Linked DNA regions of Sus scrofa: all the other regions are linked to region 3. Evidence: chromatin contacts called from public HiChIP or PLAC-seq data. All regions are on one chromosome and are shown on one strand. Each heading gives the region's core, a stretch centred on a gene start, on an enhancer-like site or on the middle of the called end of the contact. The rest is flanking DNA. Distances are from core to core; before and after follow the strand shown. Region 1 overlaps LOC106504328 (a long non-coding RNA gene). Region 2 has its middle 16 kb from the start of JARID2. Region 3 overlaps LOC110261785 (a long non-coding RNA gene).

Region 1 (3,017 bases), core at 201-2,700, 460 kb after region 3:
ATTAATTTGACTTTTGAATAGATCGTATGTTTTCATTTATTTTCTTGGCCTCAGCTTATGCATTCATTTACAGAACATTTTTTAATGAACCAATTAATTTTAAAAAACCATGTTATTTTGGAATAAGTTTAAACTTACAGGAGTTCCTGTCATGGCTCAGTGGTTAATGAACCCAACTAGTATCCATGAGGATGAGGTTTCAATCCCTGGCCTTGCTCAGTGGGTTAAGAATCCAGCCATGAGCTGTGGTATAGGTCGAAGACACAGCTCGGATCCCACGTTGCTGTGGCTGTGGTGTAGGCCAGCAGCTTCTGCTCCAATTGGACTCCTAGCCTGGGAACCTCCATATGCTGTGGGTGTGGCCCTAAAAAGGCAAAAAAACCAAAAACAAAAACAAAAACTTACAGAAGAATTTCAAGAATGATATCAAGAACTTCCCTATACCCTTTACTGAGGTTTGTGTTTACCAGTGTTTAACACTTGCCACACTTGGAATGCTTGTGCATATATGCACTCTCTCCAACTCTGTGCCACATGCACAGATACACACACACACACACACACACACACACACACACACACATTAACCTGAACCATTTGAGAGTACTCTGCAAACATCATGTCCCTTTACTCTTCAATTGTTCAGTGGGTGTGTGTTTTGGTCATGCCCATAGCATGTGGAATTTCTAGGACTAGAGATTGAACCTGCACCACAGCTGTGACTGGAGCCACTGCAGTGACAATGCCAGATCCTTAATGCACTGCACCACCAGGGAACTCCCAGTGTTTATTTTCTAAGACCAAAGCAGTTATCAAATTCAGGAAATTTCATATGACATAGTACTCCAATCCACAATCTTAGGACAATTTCATCGATTGTCCTAAGAATATCCTGCAAAGCAATTTTTGGTATATTATCCAGTCCCACAACACACTTCAGAAACTAAGAAATCTCTATATTAATTGGAAAACATTTTGTCGTTATGAATTTATTTTTAACGTGAGCTTTTCATAAAGTTTATTCAAAAAACCATCAACCTATTCCCTTTAAGGAAATCAGTCCAGTCTTGGCAGGACTAGGTTTGTGAAGACAAATTCCCTTATCCATTCACTGCAGCATCAAGGCAAAAAAAAATAAAAGCGAAAAAAAAAAAGCCAACTGTTACCTTTGGAAGGGATATGGAATGAGATCCTGCTGTATAGCATTGAGAACTATATCCAGTCACTTGTGATGGAGCATAATAATGTGAGAAAAAGAATGTACATATGTATGTGTGACTGGGCCACCTTGCTGTACAGTAGAAAATTTATCAGAACACTGTAAACCAGCTATGATGGAAAAAATAAAAATCACTAAAAAAAAAAAAAAAGAGTGGAAGATCTGGAACCGATTTGGAACTATCTGTTCACTGTGTGCCAGTGGCTTAGGAAGTGAAGGAAAACAAACTTATTTCCCACTTCTCTGTCAAAATCCTGGCATACAGTGGACCCTGTGTAATCTCAATTAATTGCAGAATCTGCAGAATCTTTATTGATGAATGGGCATTTTTTTTTAACCCATGCTGACCATTTGAAATTTAAAATTAGCAGTGTAATTCTATTTACTGGGCCACTGATTGAAGGGAAATTGCACTCAGCTGATGAATTTCCATGTTGTGAAATGGGTCATGGCAACAGATGGCCTTCCAAGAAGCAAAAAATAACTTTGGAGTTGGTTGCTCTTTCTCCTGGCTTCTTAATTGAACCCTGCTGCCTAAGTGCCTGACTGCTCAAATGAGGTCAGGGAAATTTAGGGTGTCAAGATAGATAATCCAAGGGAACTGGGAGTTGTTAAGGAATTATTTGATCTTAACATAAATTACCATATATCAAAATCTGAATATAAAGCTAATGCTAGGTATTAAATCATAATTAACATTTATTTATTAAGTACTAACACTGGCACTATTCTAAATACTTGACATGTATTGACTTGTTGGTACCATAGACTTAATCAGTAAGGATCATTACAGTGCACATTTTACAAGTGAGAAAATAGACTTGGAGAGTAAATTGGCCAAGTTCAAAATAAATATTCAGTATAACAAAAGAGAAAAACATTTAATGGAAGTCCCAGGAGATTTTATCTATGTAAAAGTCATATATGTATAGTGTTTTCTAAATATGTATAGTGTTTTCATTTCCCAGTTAAAAAAAAACGAAAAAGAAAACAAAACGAGGGCAGGAGCTGCTGCTGTGGTATTATGGGATTGGCAGTGTCTCTGCAGCACTGGAATGCAGGTTGTATCCCCAGCCCAGCACACTGGTTTAAGAATCTGGCATTGCAACTGCAGCATAGGTCACAGCTGCACCTTGGATCTGATCCCTGGCTGGGAACTCCATATGTCATAGGGCAGCCAAAAAAAGAAAAAACAACAGCAAAAAAACAAGGGCATCTTGAAGAAATGACTCTTTCCAGGACCGGTGCTGGAAAAGTACAAAAAGAGCCTAATACATCCTGTCATACCAAAACACCAGAAATAGGTTAAAATCTGTTTGGATTGTCTCAAAAAGACTTGGGAGCATTGGGCAAAAAGAGACACATTTGATCAATAGGTGTGGTAATTTAAAAGGATTTGAGGAGTTCCCATCTTGGCACAGCAGAAACTAATCTGACTAGGAACCATGAGGTTGCAGGTTCGATCCCTGGCCTCACTCAGTGGGTTAAGGATCCAGCGTTGCTGTGGTGTAGGCTGGCAGCTGTAGCTCCAATTAGACCCTTAGCCTGGGAACCTCCATATGCCATGGGGTGTGGCCCTAAAAAGACAAAAGACAAAATAAATAAATAAATAAATAAAAGGATTTGAATACACAGAACATGTTTACTTAAACACATAGACTGTCTAAATCCTATGGTTCATAATAATAACACAGTAAGACACTGATATTCTCGAAAGGCTCAGGGAACCAATGTACTATTTTGAAAACTTCTCAGTAGAAAGAATCAAACTGTTTTGTCTTTTCTATAGAAACTGTAT
Region 2 (2,849 bases), core at 96-2,595, 390 kb before region 3:
GGGGGCAGCTGAAAAAGAAAAAAAAAAAAAAGACAACAGAGCTTCTCCCCCACCCCTTTTTTTTTTTTTGGCTTTTAAGGGCCACATGTGTGGCATATGGAGGTTCCCAGGCTAGGGGTGGAATTGGAGCTGCACCTGCCAGCCACAGCCAGAGCCACAGCAAAGTGGGATCCGAGCCATGTCTGTGACCTACGCTGCAGCTCACAGCAACGCCAGATCCTTAACCCACTGATCGAGGCCAGGGATCAAACCCACATCCTAATGGATATTCAGTTGTGCTGGCTGTGCCACCACGGGAATTCCCAGCATTCCTCCTTGATTTCAGAGCAGCTGCCCCCCTACTTCCATGAAATCCCAATTTAATAGAGTTATTCTTTTTTTTTTTTTTTCTTTTTAGGGCCTCACCTGAGGCATATGGAGATTCCCAGGGTAGGGGTGGAATTGGAGCTACAACTGCCGGCCTACACCACAGCCACAGCAATGCCGGATCCTTAACCCACTGAGTGAGTCCAGGGATCAGACCCGCATCCTCATGGTTCCTAGCCAGATTCATTTCGGCTGCACCAGGACGGGAACTCCTTTTATTTTTGCCCTTCAACAAAGCTTCACCCCTGCTAAGGAAGTCGTTCAGGTAGGGTTAGCTTAACTCCACGAAATTCAAGGTAAACGTCTTGTGCTTAATGAGGTCAGTCAGGGACACTGCCTCCAAGGGTGTCAAAGAGGCAGCATGGCTGGTGGATTGAAAGGGTTTGGAGGAGACAGAGCAGTCAGCTGGCCTCCCTCCAAACTGCTTCTTCTCTGGCCCTTGTGGAGAGGAGCCAGGGTCAGCCATTCTGTCTCTCCTTCACCCCACACCACGGACTTTCTCCACTTCAGCGATCAGGAGAATCAGGCTGACCCATTTTCTCCCTGACAGGTAGCCCCAGCCACCAGCTAGGGCAGGGCTCTGAAATAAGTGAGGTAAGTGAAACCTTAGCTACTGTCCCCAGAGAGCAAGAGCTGTTTAGAAAGCTTTTGCTGGAGTTTCCGTTGTGGCACAGTGGAAACAAATCCAGCTAGCATCCATGAGGATGCATGTACGATCCCTGGCCTCACTTCGTGGGTTGAGGATCCAGCGTTGCCATGAGCTGTGGTGTAGGTTGCAGAGGAGGCTCGGATCCCATGTGGCTGTGGCTGTGGCCAGCAGCTGAAGCTGCAATTCAACCCCTAGCCTGGGAACTAACTTCCATAAGCCTTGGGTGTGGCCCTAAAAAGCCAAAAAAAAAAGAAAGAAAAAAAAGGGAAGTTCTAGGAAGCTGAGCCAGGAAGGTCTATGATGACAGACCTAGGATTCTTGCCCAACAGGTCCATCAGGAAGCTCTGATTCTTGAAGTAAGGACTCCAGAGAAAAACAGAGGTCTAGCCAACCAGGTAAAGTCCCCAAGCCTCCCTTCACCTGCCCCTGTGCTGACAAGAACCTCCTCACCTTGGCACCTGGCACTGAAAATCTGGAGCAACTCAATTGTCTATTGATCCCTTAGGTTCTTGAGTCATTTTGGGCCGCAGAGAAAGATGTGCCTCGATCTTGGGCAAGATATAAAACTAGGCTTTTTTTTTTTTTTTTTCTTTTTCTCTCTAAACACCGAAACTAAGTTTTAAGGGAAGAAGAAACAACTATAGAAACCAAACAAAGCAACTCAAGAGAGCAAACAACTGTCCAAAACTGAAACAATTGTCTTTCCCCCACCCCCAGTTTCCCCTCCAAAAACCGGTTTCCCCTCTGAACTTCCCTATTTCTCTCAACAGTCACAGCCTTCTCTGAGCTGCTCGAGCTCAAAAAATTCAAAGGCTGATCCTTTCCGGTCCCTCATCCCACGTCACCACTGGCACCGAGTTTTATCTGTTCTTCCACTCAAAAGCTTTGTGACAGTCCCACCGTCCTGCTCCCTCCACCCCCAGAGTCTGGCCTTTGACCCTTCACCCCTCCGAGTGCCCTGCTAGCACGTTTCCACCTTTTAGTCTCCCATCAGCATGTTGTCTTCAAACTGCCATCCTGGCCACGTCCCACACCCACACCTTCTGAATAAGCCATGATCGCAGGCCTGCCCATCTCTCCAGACTCACCTCTGGTCACTTGCGCGTGTCCACCTTTGCCCAAAGCCAACCAATCTGTAGTTTCTGTACTGACCCGATCCCTGTCGCGTCGGGGCCTCGGCACCTGCTGTTCCTCTGTCTGCTTCTGTACCTGCCTAACTCCACCTCGTCCTCTGGTGTCCCTTCCTCTGGGAAGCCTTCCCTGATAGCCCAGGCTGGAAATGTCCAGCTCTTCTACCGTAGTGTTCCTGGCACTGCATTCGGGGACCCTGTCTCCCATTGCTAGACTGTGAGCTCCTTCCAGGAGAGCGTCTCTCCTCCCTCAAGACCCAGAGAAAGCACCCCATAAAGGGGGCTGAACCCCTGAGCCAACTCCAAGAGCCCCTTCTGAATGTTCTTTGCTTCTCTCTTTCCCCGCCTCCAATGCCTTTGGCAAAATCTCTCAGTCTACCCTGGGTGCCCTGCCCTCAAAAACAAAAGAAAGCACACACTTAAGGGAAAAATTCTTAGTGAAGCTGGCATTCATGGCTCTCTAGGCACCGCTTCCTCTCCATTCTCCACCCCAACCGTCTCCGCATTTCCCAGGCACCTGTGTCTCAGGGCTATTCCCCTGAGGCTCCTGGAATATGTACAGATCTTGCTCCAGGCCACCCAGTCCCCTTTGTTCCAGCCCTCCTCACCCTTTCCCCATTGTTCTGGGCCAGCCCAAAGCTCTCTTGGGTTTTGAAATCCCTGCTCAACCTCCACCCCTTCTAGGAAGTCTTCTCTACCCACTG
Region 3 (3,057 bases), core at 104-2,603:
ACCCCACTGAGGAGACTCAGGGATGAGGGTGGGGGAAGGACACTCCCCTTCACGGGGAGGAGAGGCTTCCCAGGGCAAATGCGAATAAGAGACCTGGGACCCCACTGTGGGGGTGAAGGCGGGGACGTAGGCTGGGGCTTGGGCCTCGTCCTCTCTATTGGCCAAACCCAAATGCCTGCTTCTGTCTTTGGTCACAGGCACTGGCTCACCCCAGCTCGTTACCAGCCTCACTGCCTCAAACGCAGAGGACGAAGGCACTGCCAGAACGATCTCGGGAAGACGACCAGCTTTTGAGGCCCCTGCCTGGCACGGGAATCTAAGCAGGGGCCGCTGAGCCCACAGCGTTCACCGGGGGAAATGACCTTCCGCGGTGCCCAGCCTCAGAAAAAGGTCCCAAAGCCCCGGCTGACTTCTCTCCCGTTCACACTCTCTGAGAAAGGATCTCAGGAGGAGCGGGTCCCGCTTCACTAGGGTCTGTATCATTTTACCTGGAGGAGCACAGCAGGGACCAAATGGTGGAGGCAGCACGTCATCTTGGAGCAGGTCTTCTAGAAGCCTTTGCATGGCCTCTTGTATCATGCAGCTCACGGCAGACAGGCATCCGCTGCTCCATTGAAAGGGTGTAATTCGTTTCGGTAGATGGATCTTAAAGGTTCCGGTGCAGAGGTTCACAAATTTGCATAAAATCCATGGAGCCTCCTGAAAAGCCAGACGCAGCAGTGCCCCACACCCCGTCCCTTTGGAAGTCAGCCAACATTACAAAACATCCAGGGGGACAGGGTGTCTCGCTGAGGTCAGATGATCAACAGACTTGACTAGGGGGACCCCAGGGGGATCACCTTGGTGGAAAGGGAGGCAGGGGAGGCTGGGGAAGAGAAGGTTATGCTGGTCACCAGGGGCCGCAGCACCGCCTGAATTCTATCAGGAAGGGGCTACTCTGGGCACAGTGAAGAGAGAGTGAGTGTGTGTGTGTGTGTTTGTAAACAGAGACCCGAGTAACAAAAATGACCTTGTTGGGAGCCCAGACTGCCTTTAGTAGGGACCAATCTGTACCTAGTAAGTAGTAGTTATCCTCTAGCCTCCTGGGGATGAAGCTAAATTCTGACTCCAGCCAAGATAAAGCAAATCTGGCTCTTTGAACTAAGACAACCTCTGAGTCTGGGGATTTATCATGGGGGGAGGGCCACCGTGGAGAGAAGAAAATGCATTCAAGTGGTAGATGACTTAGAGGCAGATCTGAATAATAATTTTACCCCGAGCTGGTGAAGCAAGGTACCCTGGCATCTTGGAGGTGAGCCCTGAGGGAGCAGTAAGTCAGAAGCGTGTTCCTGTCCCCGCCCCTTGTCTGTGCTCTTAGGGGCAGAGTCTGGGAAACGTGAGTCACACTGACTGTTTCCTCTTTTTGAAGTGGCCTGTCTACTCTTGGGGAAGCATAAACCATCCTGTCTTCATCTTTTAATATAGAGCATTGCCGTTAAGTGTCTGCAATACTTTATTGCATCTTCATTGTTGCAGCCCTAAATCAAATCAGATCTGAGAGCTTGTCTCACCGGCCAAATGGAATTCAGCCAAGGATCAGATCCAGACTTCAAACTGGTCCTCTTTTTTCTTCTCTTCACTGTCACTTCTTTATGTTCTTTTTGCATTTTCTCCAAGCCTGACGATGTGTTTTGAATGGGAAGAGAGTTTCCATGAGCTCCCTATTTCACCCTCACTAAATTTAACTTCCAATATAAAGTCTCGAGTTCTTTGCCCTAAAAATAGGTCGGGGCTGAAATGGGAGCAGAAGTGAGGCTCAGCATCAGCTGTGGTTTCAATCAACAGAAAACCATAGACGTTAAATGCCAGTGAGTTCCCGGTGTCCTACCCCTGCTTGGCCTTGGCATCCACCTCGTTGCAGGGTGGGGGTGGGGTGTGGGCACTGGGTCCAGACAGGTCACTGCTCTGTCCAATCAGAATTAAACCACTTTTTTTTTTTTTTGTCTTTTGTTGTTGTTGTTGTTGCTATTTCTTGGGCCACTCCCGCGGCATATGGAGGTTCCCAGGCTAGGGGTTGAATCGGAGCTGTAGCCACCGGCCTACGCCAGAGCCACAGCAACGCGGGATCCGAGCCGCGTCTGCAACCTACACCACAGCTCACGGCAACGCCGGATCGTTAACCCACTGAGCAAGGGCAGGGACCGAACCCGCAACCTTATGGTTCCTAGTCGGATTCGTTAACCACTGTGCCACGATGGGAACTCCAGAATTAACCCACTTTAAGGCACACAAAATAGCACAGTCTCTGGCGGGCACGACTCATCCTCTGAAATATTTTGGAAAACTAGCCAATTTACCCTGGGAAATTTGAGCTTATATGAAAATTCTGGAAAAGGAAACAAATATTAATGATAGGCTTCCTGCCAACAAACTCAATCCAATATGCCTGATCGACTTTTAGCAAAAATATTATGCTAAATATATCTTGTTGAAATGAAGCCTTAAGCTCTAGCAATTAAAATAGCATGTCAAAGTCTCTTAATTCATTTTTCATAAAGCAAATTTCCAGCATTCCTAAAATACACACACAGGTACACACACACACACACACACACACATTATTTAAAGAAATTCATGGGAGTTCCCTCATAGCCTAGTGGTTAAGGATCCAGTGTTACCACTGTTGTGGCTCAGGTTACTTCTGTGGCTCAGGTTCCATCCCTGGCCTAGGAATGTATGCAAGATATGGGCATAGCCAAAAAAAAAAAAAAAAAAAAAAAAAAAGAGAGAGAGAGAGAGAGAAAGAGATAAAAAGAGAAAGACGACAGAAAGACAGATAGATGCTGAGAAAGAAGTCGGCTGCAATAGAATTCTCAGCAATGGCGTTCAGTAGGTCTTATAAGGTGGACCTAATGGGGTCGGGGAGAGTCTGGATTTTTTTTAACTTACTGCTACCCATTAATATTTTAGTTCCATGTCTTCTATTGTGCCCGGTAGTAAAATTAAGTACTTCATTTGAGATGGTACATGAAAGGCACAGTTCTTGGTCATGACTTTAGCCTAAGTCTTCATTTGACA

Evidence for each region. HiChIP or PLAC-seq counts read pairs in DNA pulled down with a chosen protein or histone mark.
Region 1: an H3K27ac HiChIP or PLAC-seq map of skeletal muscle shows a contact between it and region 3. The contact joins two enhancer-like sites. A contact is called at or near these places in 3 of 47 Hi-C or Micro-C datasets (liver, mesenteric adipose tissue and skeletal muscle) and 1 of 2 datasets of contacts at active chromatin or transcription factors (skeletal muscle).
Region 2: an H3K27ac HiChIP or PLAC-seq map of alveolar macrophages shows a contact between it and region 3. The contact joins two enhancer-like sites. A contact is called at or near these places in 1 of 5 promoter capture datasets (liver) and 1 of 2 datasets of contacts at active chromatin or transcription factors (alveolar macrophages).

The regions. Positions count from the first base shown.
Region 1 is chr7:12,188,846-12,191,862 of Sscrofa11.1, forward strand. All of the region lies in intron 1 of LOC106504328 (a long non-coding RNA gene), which reads left to right. Among named protein-coding and RNA genes, the nearest start is that of GMPR, 64 kb to the right of the region's middle. Within about 2 kb of position 1,451, at least 2 of the 83 cell types and tissues checked have an H3K27ac peak or open chromatin away from gene starts, as enhancers often do. A contact at or near this core is called in skeletal muscle, where this site is marked.
Region 2 is chr7:11,341,151-11,343,999 of Sscrofa11.1, forward strand. No RefSeq gene overlaps it. Among named protein-coding and RNA genes, the nearest start is that of JARID2, 16 kb to the right of the region's middle. Within about 2 kb of position 1,346, at least 17 of the 83 cell types and tissues checked have an H3K27ac peak or open chromatin away from gene starts, as enhancers often do. A contact at or near this core is called in alveolar macrophages, where this site is marked.
Region 3 is chr7:11,729,113-11,732,169 of Sscrofa11.1, forward strand. LOC110261785 (a long non-coding RNA gene) reads right to left here. Exons shown (of 5, transcript XR_002346323.1): 3 at 489-699. Among named protein-coding and RNA genes, the nearest start is that of DTNBP1, 10 kb to the left of the region's middle. Within about 2 kb of position 1,354, at least 18 of the 83 cell types and tissues checked have an H3K27ac peak or open chromatin away from gene starts, as enhancers often do. A contact at or near this core is called in alveolar macrophages and skeletal muscle, where this site is marked.